2 separate regions of the Mus musculus genome follow, and region 2 is linked to region 1. A link is a contact called in public Hi-C data. All regions are on one chromosome and are shown on one strand. The core of a region is the stretch at or near the end of the contact, and the rest is flanking DNA. Distances in the headings are between cores, read along the strand shown.

Region 1 (6,939 bases), core at 3,200-5,699:
GAGCTGGTTGCGGATTAAGTGAATTAATGAATAAATGAATGAGGCACAACGTGTTCTCGGAGGGTTACCATGGGCCCCTCAGAAAGATCCCGTGTCCTAGCAACTGGTCCCAGCAGCAGGTCCCTCTCCGACAGCAGCCCTCTACTTCCCAGGGGTGGCTGACCTCCCCAATTGGCCTTCCAGGAGGGTCCCCTAGGTTGCAAGACTCTTCCCACCTAGTTACATCGCAACAGAGGCCCCCAGATCTTGTACTGGGAATGTGAGTAGCAGTCAGACCACATCCAGAGCCCCCCCCCCCCCCACTGCCTCCCTCCACCAAGCGCCTGGTTCCTCTGAACCGCTCTCTCTGCATGTGAGCGAACCGTTCCTATGGTGACGCTCTGCACCTCCGGGAGGCCCTACCTAGCAAGTCTGCAGTCAGGCTATACAACCAGTGACAGGACAAGGAGGACAAGGGGGTGCTATCGTGAGCTGACCCACCCCCTACCTCATGCACACACTGGGTGGCTTAGAACCCAAACCCAAACTTTTGATGATCTTTAATGTGATCCAGGCATAGAAATGTCTCTCCCTCTTAGCTTCCAGCTCTGTCATTCCCCACTTAGTCACATAATAGAGGCACAGCTCAGAGAGGGCAAGTGATTCTCTGCTGGTCACACAGCAAGGACTGGACAGAGTAGGACTAGAATGTTTGGGAGTGAAGCCCTGTTAGGAAGACTGTAGAGGCTTATTTCAAAGAGTCCCCCAGGAACCCTCAAGGTTGTAAGGCTTTGTTAAAAAAAAAAAAAAGCAGGGTGTGGTATGTATGACACAGCTTTAACCCTAGCACAGGAGACAGAGTTTGAGGCCAGTCTGGGCTACGTAATGAGACTGTCTAAACCACAAAAATCTAAAACAAACAAGCCAAAACTGATCAAAAAGCTCCGAGGGGCTGGCGACATGGCTCAGCGAGCAAGGATGCTTGCCACCAAGTCTGAATACCTGGGTTCAGTTTCAGAGACACAGATGGTGTAAGGAGAGTATTTACTCGTGTCAGGTGTACTCCACACATGCACAGCGACACCCCCGTGTACAGTAACAAGCCCAGAGACTAGAAACAAGGAGAAGGGTCAGAGTTGGGATTGAGTAGTCCTTCCTTGCCATTATTACTTCAGTGTCAAGCTTTGGGTTGATCACGTACACACACACAGGCACACACACACACACACTTACGAACACATACACAGGCACACACATGCATGCATGCACACTCATGCACACACACATGCATGCATGCACATACAGGCATACACACACACACGCGTGCACACACATGTACTTGCGTGTACATACATACAGGCACACAGGCACACACGCACATGCACCAACACACCCACAGGCACACACATACACATAGGTACACACATACACGCATGCACACACACACAGGCATACACGCACACATGCATACACACACACACACACACTCAAGCACACATACACAATGGCTTATTTCCTTTCTCTCTTTTTCCTACCTTGGAACTCAACTTTGATTCCCCCCTGTCCTCCTCATTATCTAAAGCCTGTCCCAAGTCTGAGACCTACTGGCATCCCAGATACTAACCCCATTTCTAAGCCTCATTCTGGCCATGACCTGCCTGACCCCTTTCACCACCATGATAGCAAGCAAGGATCAGAGAGGCTTTGCCGCAGAGCAGTGAAGTCTCCCTTAGCTCTCCCACAGATGAGCCAGACTTAGGAGGAAAATTAGCTTTCTCGGGGCTCCAAGCTATGAATTTAGTGCACAGTAGGTTCTCGTTAAGTTTGTGTGGAATCGAATTGCAACGTCTTATGAAAGAATCAATAGGGAAGTCCTGGGCTTGCTTGGGGAGACAGGGCCCCTCAGAAGCTGTCCTTTAAGCAAGTGAGCTTCTCTTCACTAGGAAGAGTTGCCTTCAGCCTTACATTGATTCCTCCGTAAGTTTCTTTTCAACGGCTTTTCGTTACCTCCCTGTAACGGGCCAATTATTTCCAACTGTATTTTACTCCATTCTGACTCCCAGCCTGAGGGGCAGCAACAAGACCCAACCCCTGACCTTCCCTCTCCCTCATCCTGGTGTGGCATGTGGGCGCCCCATCTCCACACTGTCTGGGTTTGCTTGGTTTGTTTTCTTGTTGACAGCATCTTTAAGATTTGGTACAGGCCAAGGAACAGGAAGCCAGCAAGGGCATGGGGGTCATGAGATGGGGGGGGGGAGCTGGAGGGGGTTGCTTTTCAGTGAATGTGAAGCCTCTGGCCTCTGATGAGCACTTTTTCAAGGAGTCTGGCCTCTGACAAAATACTCCGCTGCTGGCAGGGTGAGAGAGCACTGTGGAAAGTCTGATAACAAATCAAGTCGGCAACCTACCAGCCAAGACCTGGACCCAAGGCCTCTAGAACCAGCACCTAGGATCTAAAATGGACTCTACAGGCCAGCATCCACTTCTGGAGATCCGGGCCCAATCTCCCTGCTTGACAGCGAGAGTTAACAGACCCTGTGAGCTAAGAGGCAAGACTGGGGAGGTCTGTGTGAATCAGGGCCTCCCAGGCAGGGCTCAGCACAAGACAGATGGTTCATGCAAGATGGTGAGATCAGAGAGAGCTTATTAGAGAGACTATTTACAGCAAAGTGGGTGAGGTGAAAAAAAAAAAACAGACAGATGACAGCAGGCCCAGTTACCCTACAGGCCTAGGGGGTATCAGTACCTGGGCTGGAAACTCAAAGCTAGTAGAGAAGCTATGTGCTTCAGTGGAGGAAGCTCCAGCTCACAGGATCTGACCTCCATCCCAGGTGATGGCCAAGTTCACCAGGTCTAGACACAAAGGGTCAGGGGTGGAGGCTTTGCAAGTTAGAGAAGCCCACGGGACTTTCCTGGGTTTTGTGTTATTCCTAAGTGTGCATATGTGTTCACCACATAAGAGCCTGGTGCCCAAGGAGGACAGGGAAAAAAAAAAAAGGTGTTGGATCTTGAACCACCACACGGGTGCTGGGAACTGAACCAAGAACTGCAAAAGCATCAAGTGCCCTTAACGACTGTGTTCCAGTCTCCGTTTTGGCCAAGTGTCAGCCGCTCATACGACTGGCTCCTTGCCTGGTGTCCCTAAGCACCCTTCTTCAATCCTTTTCATGAAAAAACAAACAAACAAACAAACAAACAAACAAACCAAAAAAACCCAACGGGACTCCAGACACCCAGAGAGAGTGAAGGAGGCACTCCTCGTAGGTCCCCAATGTCGTAGGGACATCGATTAAGAAAATGAAAACATAGACGCTGTGTGATTGGGACTGTAGGGAGATGCAGAAAAGGAGAGGACCAACTGTGGCCACAGGGAAAAAAGCAAAAGATGGAGACAGGTAGCCAAGGGCTCCAGGATGCAGAGACTATGCACAGTTTAATGTCTAAGTGAGTGCGTGCGTGGGAGCCTAGGCCTTCACTTAACTGTAAGAGGGACCCAAGGGTGTTTGTGGGCTGAAGAGGCTGCAGGTGATGATCCAGCACCTACATGATTAATTGAATGAGGCAAATGCAGCCTGCTCCTCTGAGAGTTTCTGGCGAGTTAGGGAGACTAGGATTTGAACCGACACTTCCACGAGCTCTTTAATTGAGTCTGCAGCATTTGCAGGGGTGAGGAGGGGCTGGGGGTGGGGGGGAACGACACGGGCAGTGAGTCAATGTACCGTGAGCCCCTTCCATCTGTCCTCTGGTGCCACTGGCAAAGAGAACAGCCATGCTGCGGAGCCCAGCCTGTTGGATACTCTCTGCCACTGGCCTTGTAGTAGGCACACTTGGGCGTTAATTGTGCTTTTAACTTTCAAAGTGGTTTCGCATTGATTTTATTTACACAGAACCTGGCGTTTGTCACGCTCTGCCTCGGAGGCTAGTGAGCCACTTTGCGCACTGGGAAGTATCCAGAGCCTCTGAAAGATCTAGCTGGTGCCCGGTTCTCATCTGTATCCTGGACACACCGTTGGGGCCCAGAGAGCATTTGTTGATTTAGTGTGTAATGTGTGGGCGGAGAGCTAGGGAGAATACTCACTCTACAGGAAAGGTATATCTCTCTTGTTGTGACCATCAAAGGGGTCTTTTTGGGGCTACCAGAGAGTCTCATCTGGTAGCTACCCCTCAGTCCCTCCCATGCCAGACAGGACCCCCTTCTAGGGACTTCTCTACAGAGTCCTGTTCCTTATCCCTGGAGTGGATCTCAGTGCTAAGAAATGGGTGGCGGGTGGGTATGTGAATGTGTTTAACCCTGCCTTCACTTCAAGGTGGGGAGGGGTTCCATCTGGCCCCAGTCCAGACCTCTTTAGCACCCAGGGGTGCCGGGCCTGGTCCCAGGCTGGTGTTCAGTTCAGGCAGAACAGAGCTGGAGCAGCTGGGAGGGGCTGTTCTGTCCCCTTCCGTGGAGCTGGCAGGTTGCCTGCCAGCTGGGCTACACACAGGCCGTGGGCAGGGATTCCCCTGGGAGGAGCTGCGGCTTTCTGGTAGTTTGGGGTGCCTGTACTTCCTCGATGCCAGTATTTTTAACTTGGCCCAGTTTTTAATAAACTGTCTGTGTGGGGAGCAGTAACCGACAGTTAAGGGATTCAACTACAACACTACTCTGAGGAAAAAAAACCTCATGACTGGTTCTGAGGCCAGGGAAGGCCTGTGCTTCCTGTGGCCACTGAAGTTGCAGAGTTGGGACAGATGGGTGGCAGGGCCAGGGAGCCAGGAACTTCGTGGCCCCTGGCAGCTGTATTAGAGACTTCTATGCTTTTCTGTAGCCCAACTTCATCCCAGACCCCGCTGCATGCCCTCCAGAGGGTCCCCTCCATATGTACTTGGCTCTGCCACACATTGGGGATCTTGCAGGGACTGTCCTGTCTCTACCTATGCCCCTAAATACCACCTGCTTGCTCATGCCTTCCATCTCCTAGTCCCATAAGACCCTTGTTCTTCCCCAATGCTTCCTTCACCAAGGACCTTGGGCAGACAGTCTGTTTGTCTATCCATCCCTATCCTCCTGTCTGGGCTGACTATGAGAAGAAGCAATGCCTCTATTCTCCCCTCATCTAAGAAGAGTGTGTGTGGGGGGGGCACAACTCTTTATTGACAGATCTTCTACCATCATGGCCAGGTCTAGACAGGATCTGTCACCTCCCTGTCCTTATCCTGCCAAGGCTACAGACACAATCCTGGCTGTTCCTTAGGGAAAATGAGACTCTCTCTTTCACTGGGGAGGTTCCTAGAGTAAAGCTACAGATTGGCCCAGAGAGCAACAGTGGGTGTTTAAATACTGCTCTTCCTCAGGCAGGATTGGGTTGCCGAGAAACTGAAGGAGGTGGTCACCCTTTCCATGTGATCTGAAGGGTGCCACAACTGTCTGCCTCCCACTCCAAGGACTCCATAGCCACTTGACTTCCCATTTGTAGTCAGGCACCCCAGTACTCAGTTTCGAGGACTTTGATTGAACAGTTGTCACATATTCATTCCATGGATCTCTGAAAGAGGAGGCTAAGGCACTATATGCCCATAGCCCCTCGAAAGGGTTGGGGGAGGGTGGGCCACAGGGAGAGCCTGAAACAGAAGGACAAGGGAGTATGTTACCACTACCTGCCCAAATTGTCCTTATTACAACCATGGAATGTAGCCATTGAGCCTCAGGGTGACAGAGCCTCTCTCAAGGGTGGGGGCAGCCAGGCCACCTGCTTGGGATGTCCTGACCATGATTGGCTAGTGGGTTGCTTGTGGGTACCCTGGAGCCCCAAATTATCTCGGAGCTTCTCTGCTCCTGTCTGCTCCTTAGTTCTGCTTATGATAGAGAAGACTGTCCGGAACAAAGCCTTGGCCGTGTTCCCAGGTTCCACATCTGCCTGTCTCCCCTCCCCCCCAGGTCTCTCAGCCCCCAACCCCCACTTGTCGAGACAGAGCAGGCAGGGAGGGCTTTGCAGACACAGATGGGGGCATCCGTGTGTTCCCTGGCCCCGACTTTGTGGAAACATCTGTGGTGGCTCTCTCTCAGAAAGGACACTGAGAAGCTCTTGATAGCCATACTAGGAAGGCAGGGCAAACCAGCACAGAGGACAGATCTGACCGTGGGATCAACAGCATCATCCATGGAACAAATTCAAAGAGGGTCCGGGAGTGTCAACCTGGGAACTGGCCATAGGAGTCCATGGGCGAGTGGAGAAGGAGCCTGTGGATCCCAGTGTTGGGCCTGGCACAATTCTGCACTCCTGCCCAGAGCCTTAATATCTCCTCTGACCTTGGAGACAGTTACAATAAAGCCCACCGTAAACTGGTGTCCACTAGGGCAAGGTCAGATGTCCCTCTGTCCCTTCTTGTCTTCCCTGGGGTCTTCCTCCTGTGCTGCCCCAGACACTGAGAGGCTCATGTCCCATGTGGCCACTTGCCTCCGCCCCAGAATTCAATCCCTGTTGTTTACTTGTTCACTTCTGCCACTTGTCAGGACACAAGTGTGTCCTGTAGAGTCTGGCCTGGACAAAAGATCCCAACAAGTTCCAGCTTGGCCGTTTATGCAGAGCCTAGAGAAGAATAGAGCTCATTTGGCATGCTCGCTGGTAAAGCCACTGCTCAGCACTGGGAATGCCACTGGCAAGTCTGGAAGGCTCTAAAGAGTGTCTGAACTGATAGCCTGAGTGTGGACTTCAGCTCCCATATTGGAGGAAGAAACAAGAGTTTTGAAAAGAGGATCGTGTCTAGAGTTTCATGTCTCAGAGCTAAGGAAACATAGATAGACACTAGCACGCTGGACACCCTTCTTGGCCCCTCTCTAACCTTGTTACTGGGCCTTTGAAGTGGGAGCAACGTGGAGCAGACCTTGTAAGCACATTCTAGTCTGCTACATGCCTAGTGGAAGGAAAATGTATGCGGGGAAGAACAGGCCACAACAACTGAAGTAGAGTCCCCAGCCCTGGG
Region 2 (6,939 bases), core at 3,217-5,716, 400 kb before region 1:
AGAGGAGAGGGGGAAGAGGAAGAGGAGGGGGAGGAAGAGAAGAGGAGAGGAGGAGGAAGAGAAGAGGAGGAGGAAGAGGAGAGGAAGAGGAGGAAGAGGAGAGGGGGAGGAGGAAGAGGAGAGGGGGAGGAAGAAAAGAGCAGAGGAGGAGGAAGAGAAGAGGAAGAGGAGGAAGAGAAGGAGGAGAAGAAGGAGACGGAGGAGGAGGAAGAGGAACAGGAAGAGGAAGAGGAAGGAGAAGGAAAGGGAGAAGGAGAAGGAGGAGGAGGAGAAGAAGAAAGGATTAAGAAAGAGAGACATTTGTTTCCCAATCAAATCTGTATTTTACTATTGGGGGAATTGAGATCATTAACATCTAGAGTTTTTATTGAAATATATGCACTAATTTATGTCATTTAAATATTTCAGTCTTTTCTTAGATCTCTTTGATTAGTTGTCTTGGGACCATAGCCTATTTGGTGTGTTTACCCTTCTTTAAATGTTCAAGTAACCCTTCCATTTTCCTCTGTAGAGCTGAGAGCTGGATTGGTGTTCATAAATTCCTTGTCTTGGGGGATTTCTCTTTCTGGGCTGTCCCAGAGTTCGTCCATGTTCTGCTCCTATTTCTCAAAATTCATCCTGAACCTTTCCTGAATGGTGCAGTCCCCCATCTTGTCATCAAGTCTCGACACTCTCTTTGCACACGGCATCATGTTGATGGGGATTTCCACTGAGCTTTGAGTGTGGCTTCGTTGGGTTTTTAACTTCAAGTCTCATTTTGGCTTGTTGTTTTCCTTCAGCAAGTTTATCTCTGTATTGAATTCTATTCTCATATCTTGGATTGACTTCTTTATTTCATTCAGATCTGTATGTTTGTTCCATTTTGGAGTGCATTCACATTTTCCTCGAGTTGCTCGAGCAGAGTTATGAATATTCTTTGCAACTTCTTTGTCTCACTGGGAGTCATCACCGGTGAAATGGGTACTCTTTGGAGAAGACAAAGCAATCTTAATTTTTTTTTTTAAAGTTGTTTTTTGTTTCTCTAAGCTAGGACTTGCATACGTCAAGTTAGTTGTGTTTTTTCTTTCTTGCCTTCAAATGTTATTTTTACATTCATGTCTCCTTTCTTCTCTCAGCGGGGCACATTTACAGCATTGGAGATAGAATTAAAATGTAGTAGTTGGTTTCCTCCCTGTATCCATGGGACCTCCTGTGTCTGTGAGCCTAACCCTTGGTCCTCTTTACCTTCTTCCTCCCTGGGGCTCCTGCCCTTATCCCATCAGGGCACTTGGCCTACTCCCCTGGCCTGCAACTTCTATCTCCACGAGTTGAGGAACTCTGCAGCTCTGGCCCTCACCCTGAATAGTCTTGTGTCCATCCTGGGTCTAGGGCTTCGGCTGCAGCAGACCTCTAGGTCTTAACCTGCATCAGGTATAGTCTCCACCCTAGAGCCACAGCTTCTCCCCTCTCTCCTGACATTGGAGGTAGCCTTACAACTCTTATAATTCACACCAACCTCCAGAGCTGTGAGAAAGTAGGTTTCCTTTCTGGGCCTGTATGCAGGATGCTGCCTGGCCTCTGGCTGGGATGGACCTCTGGGTCTGTGCTTCTATTATGCCCGTTTTGGTGCCCATATCCCATGGCTGGTGCCCGGCTTGGCATCGTTTTCTAGAACTGATTAGAAGGAGCTTTGAGTGTTCTTTTCATAGTCCTGCAGACCTCACTGAACACTCTGTGGGGCAGGAAAAGCCAGTGTGAGACCAGCCAGAGTCGGAGTAGAGCTGGAGTGCACTGGCCCAGGGCTCTCTGCCCACTGATCTCCTTCTACCGATGAACCTCCCTGGGCAGGCATGGGATCCTGTGAGACCTTGGCCGCAGGCCCTACAAGCATTCCTGAACACAACGGTTGTGACTTAGTGAGGACTGTCCTCCACAGGCTTAGGCATTTAAACACTCAGTCCCTGGCTAGTGGCACTGTTTGAGAAGGTTTGGGAGACACCATCGTGTGAGAGGAAGAACGACCCAGAGAATATACAGTCTCACTTTATTCCCAGTCTGCATCCTGCTTCATGCTTCCCTGAGGTGATCTGTCTGCTTCTTTTGCTTCTGCTTCCAGATCTCCTGTCCTACTGCAGTCAAACCCTCTGGGGCTGTAAGCCTAAATAAACTCTTCCTTCCATGAGTTCCCTCGCTCATGGTGTTTTGACACAGCAGCAGAACAGTAGCTAATACAAGAGACAGGAAGCCAGTCTACTCTGTCTCCAATGTCCTTGCCTTCACTGGAACAACCACGCTCCCCTACACACACACACACACACACACACACACACACACACACACACCACACTTCTTTTTCCTCTGTCTATTCGGTTTTAACCTGATCAGGGCTGTTTGCTTGGCCCAGCTTGCTCTGTGCAGTCCTTCCTGCCTCCTCTCCTACTATGCTCTAGTCTACCAAACTTGACCTCTGACCCCCTTGTTATTCCCATGCTCTTGGCCCGTGCTTCAGCATAGCCATCCTTTGCTAAGTTTGCATCATCTTGTCCCTCCCTTTGGTCTTCCCATCCCTCTGGGTTCTGTATTGCCTCCTGTGTACAGCTCCACAGTTGGCATTCAACATGAAAGGTGCTGTATTAAACACCCACCCTGTGAGAGCCTCCTCTGAGTCCCCCTGCCTGTGAGCAGCTTTTCCTATAAACACCCTCATGAGCTCATGTTTGAAAAAGTCAACACCTGTGAAGGCAAAACAGGCTTGTCTCTCTCTTCACAGCAGCCAGATCTCCTTCTGATCAGCCTCCCATCCTCAGAAGGCTCTGTGAGAGCTTAGTGAATATTCACCCTGGTGCCTGCAGTTTCATTGTGACTGGGATTTCCCAGCAGGCCATGCTACAGTCTCTTGTGGGGCATGAAGGGTCCTTGGGGCCTTCCTTCCTTCTTCTCTTTTCCCAGGAAAGGACTCCTGAGAAGGCAACCTGAATGTCTCCTACCTGCTTCAGCCTGCCCCTTCCCCTTCCCCCATGGCTGTTAAACAGTAGTCACAGCCTTTGTGGGCTAAGGCGAGATGACCACTGGAGCCCAGGAGTTCCAGGGCAGCCTGGCTGTGGTGATATCCCACCTCAGTTACCAAAACAGTATAGAAGCAACAGGTCCCCATAGGCAGACTTCAGGGCCACAGCCCAACACCCTAACATCCAGCTGCGGTGGAGTGGGGTACAGAAAACACCTGAGAAAAGCTTATGCTCTCTGTTTCTGTTACCTCTGTTGTTGTAGAAACCTGTTTGAGAATCCAGCATCAAAGGCTTATTGGACAGCCATTTTTCTTTGCCTATGCACATACATGGACCCTCTCCCACAGATAGCATTCTGGTTACCCTACAATGGTTTGTTTTACTCAAGGACTTTCCCCCCCCCCCCCCTTGGAGATTAACTACATTTTTCCTGGCTGCATAATACTTTACTATGTGGACACTTTATTTTGAGCATTATCTCCTCTGTTGAATTTTGGAGTTTTTATTTTATTTTCCCTCTGTACCAAAAGTGCTTCAGTGAACGTTCATAGTACGGTGCCCTCACACGCATGCTCCAATGATGGTTTCTGTGGGGATCGTCTGTGTTAGTTCTCTGTTGCTGTAATAAATACATCCTGAAAAAAAGCAAATTAGGGAAAGATGTTTTTGCTCTTTGTAGATTTTGCTTTTCGGCTCGCAGTCCCGGAGTGGGACACAGACTGTCATGGCAGGAGGGGCATGGTGGGAGGAGCCCAAGATCATCCTGAAACTCAGAGAACTGTCTCATTCTATCTCCTCCCCATCGAGGAAGCAGCAAGAGTGAGTGACAGACTTGCCCCAGTATAGCTACACCTCCTGAAGGCTCCCCAACCTTCCTAAGGAACACCACAGACTAGATGCCAAGGGTTCACACACACGAGTCTGGAAGCCACTTTTATTCAAACCACAGGAGCACCCTCAACAGTATCCTGGCTCAATTAAGGAATACGCTCAGTTGAAAACGCATTTGTGGGCCAACGAGATGGCTCAGGAGCTAAAGGTATCGCCTGGTGACCTGAATTTGATCTTTGAGATTCAAATGATAGAAGAATAAGAATCAACTATAAAAGGTTATCTTCTGACCTCTCTAAATGTATGTACACACACACACACACACACACACACACACACACACAGAGAGAGAGAGAGAGAGATAGAGAGAGAGAGAGAGATAGAGAGAGAGAGAGAGAGAGAGAGAGAGAGAAATACATTTAGGACTATCAAGTTACTTTTCACATGGCCTTTTAATCAGCCTTCAATAGCCTGGCTACAAAGATCTTTGTAAAGTGAATTTGATCACTATAAACATTCAATAGCTGGGTCCTGAGAGGTATTAGTAAGAGTTGGATGTGTGTGTGTCGGGGTGGGGGTGGGGGTGGGGGTAGGGGTAGGGGTGCCAGGTCCAGACACAGGAGTTGCCATGGTGTCCTGACTCAACAGCAGCTGCCTGCTTGCTGAACCCAGGAAGCCTACTCACTCCTCAGCGAAGCATGCCTGCTGTGGCTCCTCAGGGACTCTGGCCACAATCCATGCATCTGGGGAGTGGCCTCTGCCTCAGCTCTCTGGACACAGCAGTGGGCCTCAGAGCGGCCTTCTCTGCTGATGTCATTAGAGGCACAGCCCCCGCAGGGGAACAAATTGCTTGTAGCGCCTGGTGAGAAGATCCAATTTTCACCCTGGAAAGGACAGCGTGGAGGGACATATTGTCTCTAACATGCCAAGTGCCACTTCTGGCCTAGCTGTGTTCCTGTCAATCAGAGCAGCACTGTCAGGGCCTGTGGGCCTAGCCTGGGTCAGTTAACGTTCCCATTTCCATTGCTGGGATACACACACTGAAACTTTCTATATGGCTGTTCTCTGAAAAGGAAGGGGCCCTAGGACTCAGCAGGCCAACCTCTCACCCTGGACCCTGATTGACATTTGAATACACATCTGTCCTGCCAAACTGACATGTTTGCTCCGTGCTGGGCAGTGGGCTAGTTCATGCAGGAGGTTGGTCTTGAGGGACCAAATCTGCCAAGGCATCTCCATAGGAAGGGGCTTCCCCAGAGCATGAGGGAGGGCCTAGCAGAGTTCAGGCAGCCATGGGGCTCTGGGAAAAGGGGCCCTGCCACAGGCTGTCACGTGCTCATTCAAGATCAGCGATGTTCACAGTTCAGGGTCCATGGGAGGTTGGTTCCAGACCCCAGCTCCGCCGATGCTCACATCCCTTATAAATGTGACATTGTTTTTCAAATAAGAGATGATAGCTGGAAAATTCCCAAATGACCATTCAAGCCCCAGCCATGAGGCTTGTTGGCATGGGCATGGGAGTGCATAGGAATGCTTCCTGTGTGCAGTTCTGAGCCAGGCAGAGTGGGTGGGGCTGTTGGCTGTCACCGAAAGAGAGAGAGATGGATGTTCAGGGTCTGGAAAGGGAGACTTCTTTGGTTTTGCTCTGTGAAGTCTGGGTCATGGGACTTGGCAGCTTGGTCTCTCTCTCTCTTCCTCTCTCTCTCTCTCTCTCTCTCTCTCCTTTGAGAGGGGAGTGCCATCTTGGGCCATCCTACTGCTAAAGAATGGAGCTCCATCCCCACCCCCACCCCTGCCGTGGGTATCGACTTACCTAGCATAGGAATGAGGTCTGCAGAGACATGACCAAAGAACCAGACACTCTCCTAAGAGGGAATGGTTTCAGCTCATGGTTTTGGAGTAACCCACAGTCCCTAGGTTCTGCTGATTGGCTTAGAGGTCAGAGCCTCGTGGCAACAGGTGTATGTGGGGGATAGCTTACACCTCACAGTGGCCAGGAAGCAGAACAGTAATGGGACATGCCCCAAGTGACCTGCTCTTTCAACCCAGGCTGCACCTTCCACAGGTCCATGACCTTGACTTCTCAATGGCTGGCTCAAATTAGAATCCATCGATGGATTCCGTTACTCCTTAGGTCCGAGCCCTCAGAAGCTGATCTACTCTGGGAAAACCCTCATGGGCTTCACTGACATCCTAGGCACCTTCCGTCCAGTCTGGTTGGTCCATCAGGTCACCATCTAGTCTGTCCTGTCTCTTGCACACTTTGTTTCTTACTGTGTGTCTTCGTCTCTCCCTCTCTGCCTTTCCCATTCTGTCTCCATGTTTGACTTTGTGTCTAACTCTTTATCTCTTCCTCTCTGTGTCTCTCTGTCTGACCCTGAATCCCCTCTCTCTCTCTTCCCCTCCCTCCCTCCCTATGTGTGTATGTCTGTCTCTTCTGTCTCTCTCTCTCCTCTCTCTCTCTCTCTTCCTCTCTCCCTCCTTCCTTTTCTATGTATGTATGTCTCTCTGCCTATGTTTCTTTTTCTGTCTTCCCCTCTCAGTAGAAGGAAAGAAGGAAGAGCAAGCTTGGTATCCTTCACAGGCCTATCCCCCTGAGCCTCAATTTCCCCAGCTGAAAGACATCAACATGGGCTTAGAGTCTCCTGTCCTGTTGATTTTCTCCATGAGTTTCAGATTTGGCACTTGAGCTGGAGCAGGCACATGGTGTCCAGTTCTATTTTGAGACGCCGCCTTCCCCTGGTGAGGACAACTTTCAAGCCCCTCTTCCGTCCTACGTTTTATTTAATAATACAGCTTTTCCAAGTAGCCCTTCTATTTTTACTTTTCCTGTGGCAAGATAAGCTCTAACCTTTTTCTCACCACCCAAGTCAATTTCCTTTGTTAATTTCCAAGCTTCTCCCTCCTACAGGGGCCTCACCTCTTGTTACTTAATTGATTTTTCTATCACATAATTCTGTGATTTCATCAATAAGCAATTTTAGAGCCGTTGTCAATTTCTATTTTTTTTTATTCCATTTGATGCGCTCAGTGGCCACTGCTCGGATTAGAAACGAGATGAGGTTTCATTATCTCTTAGATGCCAATTCCCCCCCTGGAGCCTTTTACCACGGCGAGAACA

The links. A called contact is a pair of places that touch in the nucleus more often than the background predicts.
Region 2: a Hi-C map of the N1E-115 cell line shows a contact between it and region 1, with 2.2 times the contacts expected there. The contact joins two enhancer-like sites. A contact is called at or near these places in 1 of 15 datasets of contacts at CTCF or cohesin (large pre-B cells), 2 of 484 Hi-C or Micro-C datasets (the N1E-115 cell line and nephron progenitors) and 1 of 115 datasets of contacts at active chromatin or transcription factors (large pre-B cells).

Annotation. Positions count from the first base shown.
Region 1 is chr12:109,439,106-109,446,044 of GRCm38.p6, reverse strand. No RefSeq gene overlaps it. Among named protein-coding and RNA genes, the nearest start is that of Dlk1, 11 kb to the left of the region's middle. Within about 2 kb of position 4,449, at least 68 of the 459 cell types and tissues checked have an H3K27ac peak or open chromatin away from gene starts, as enhancers often do. A contact at or near this core is called in the N1E-115 cell line, where this site is marked.
Region 2 is chr12:109,843,353-109,850,291 of GRCm38.p6, reverse strand. No RefSeq gene overlaps it. Among named protein-coding and RNA genes, the nearest start is that of Gm34554, 75 kb to the left of the region's middle. Within about 2 kb of position 4,466, at least 33 of the 459 cell types and tissues checked have an H3K27ac peak or open chromatin away from gene starts, as enhancers often do. A contact at or near this core is called in the N1E-115 cell line, where this site is marked.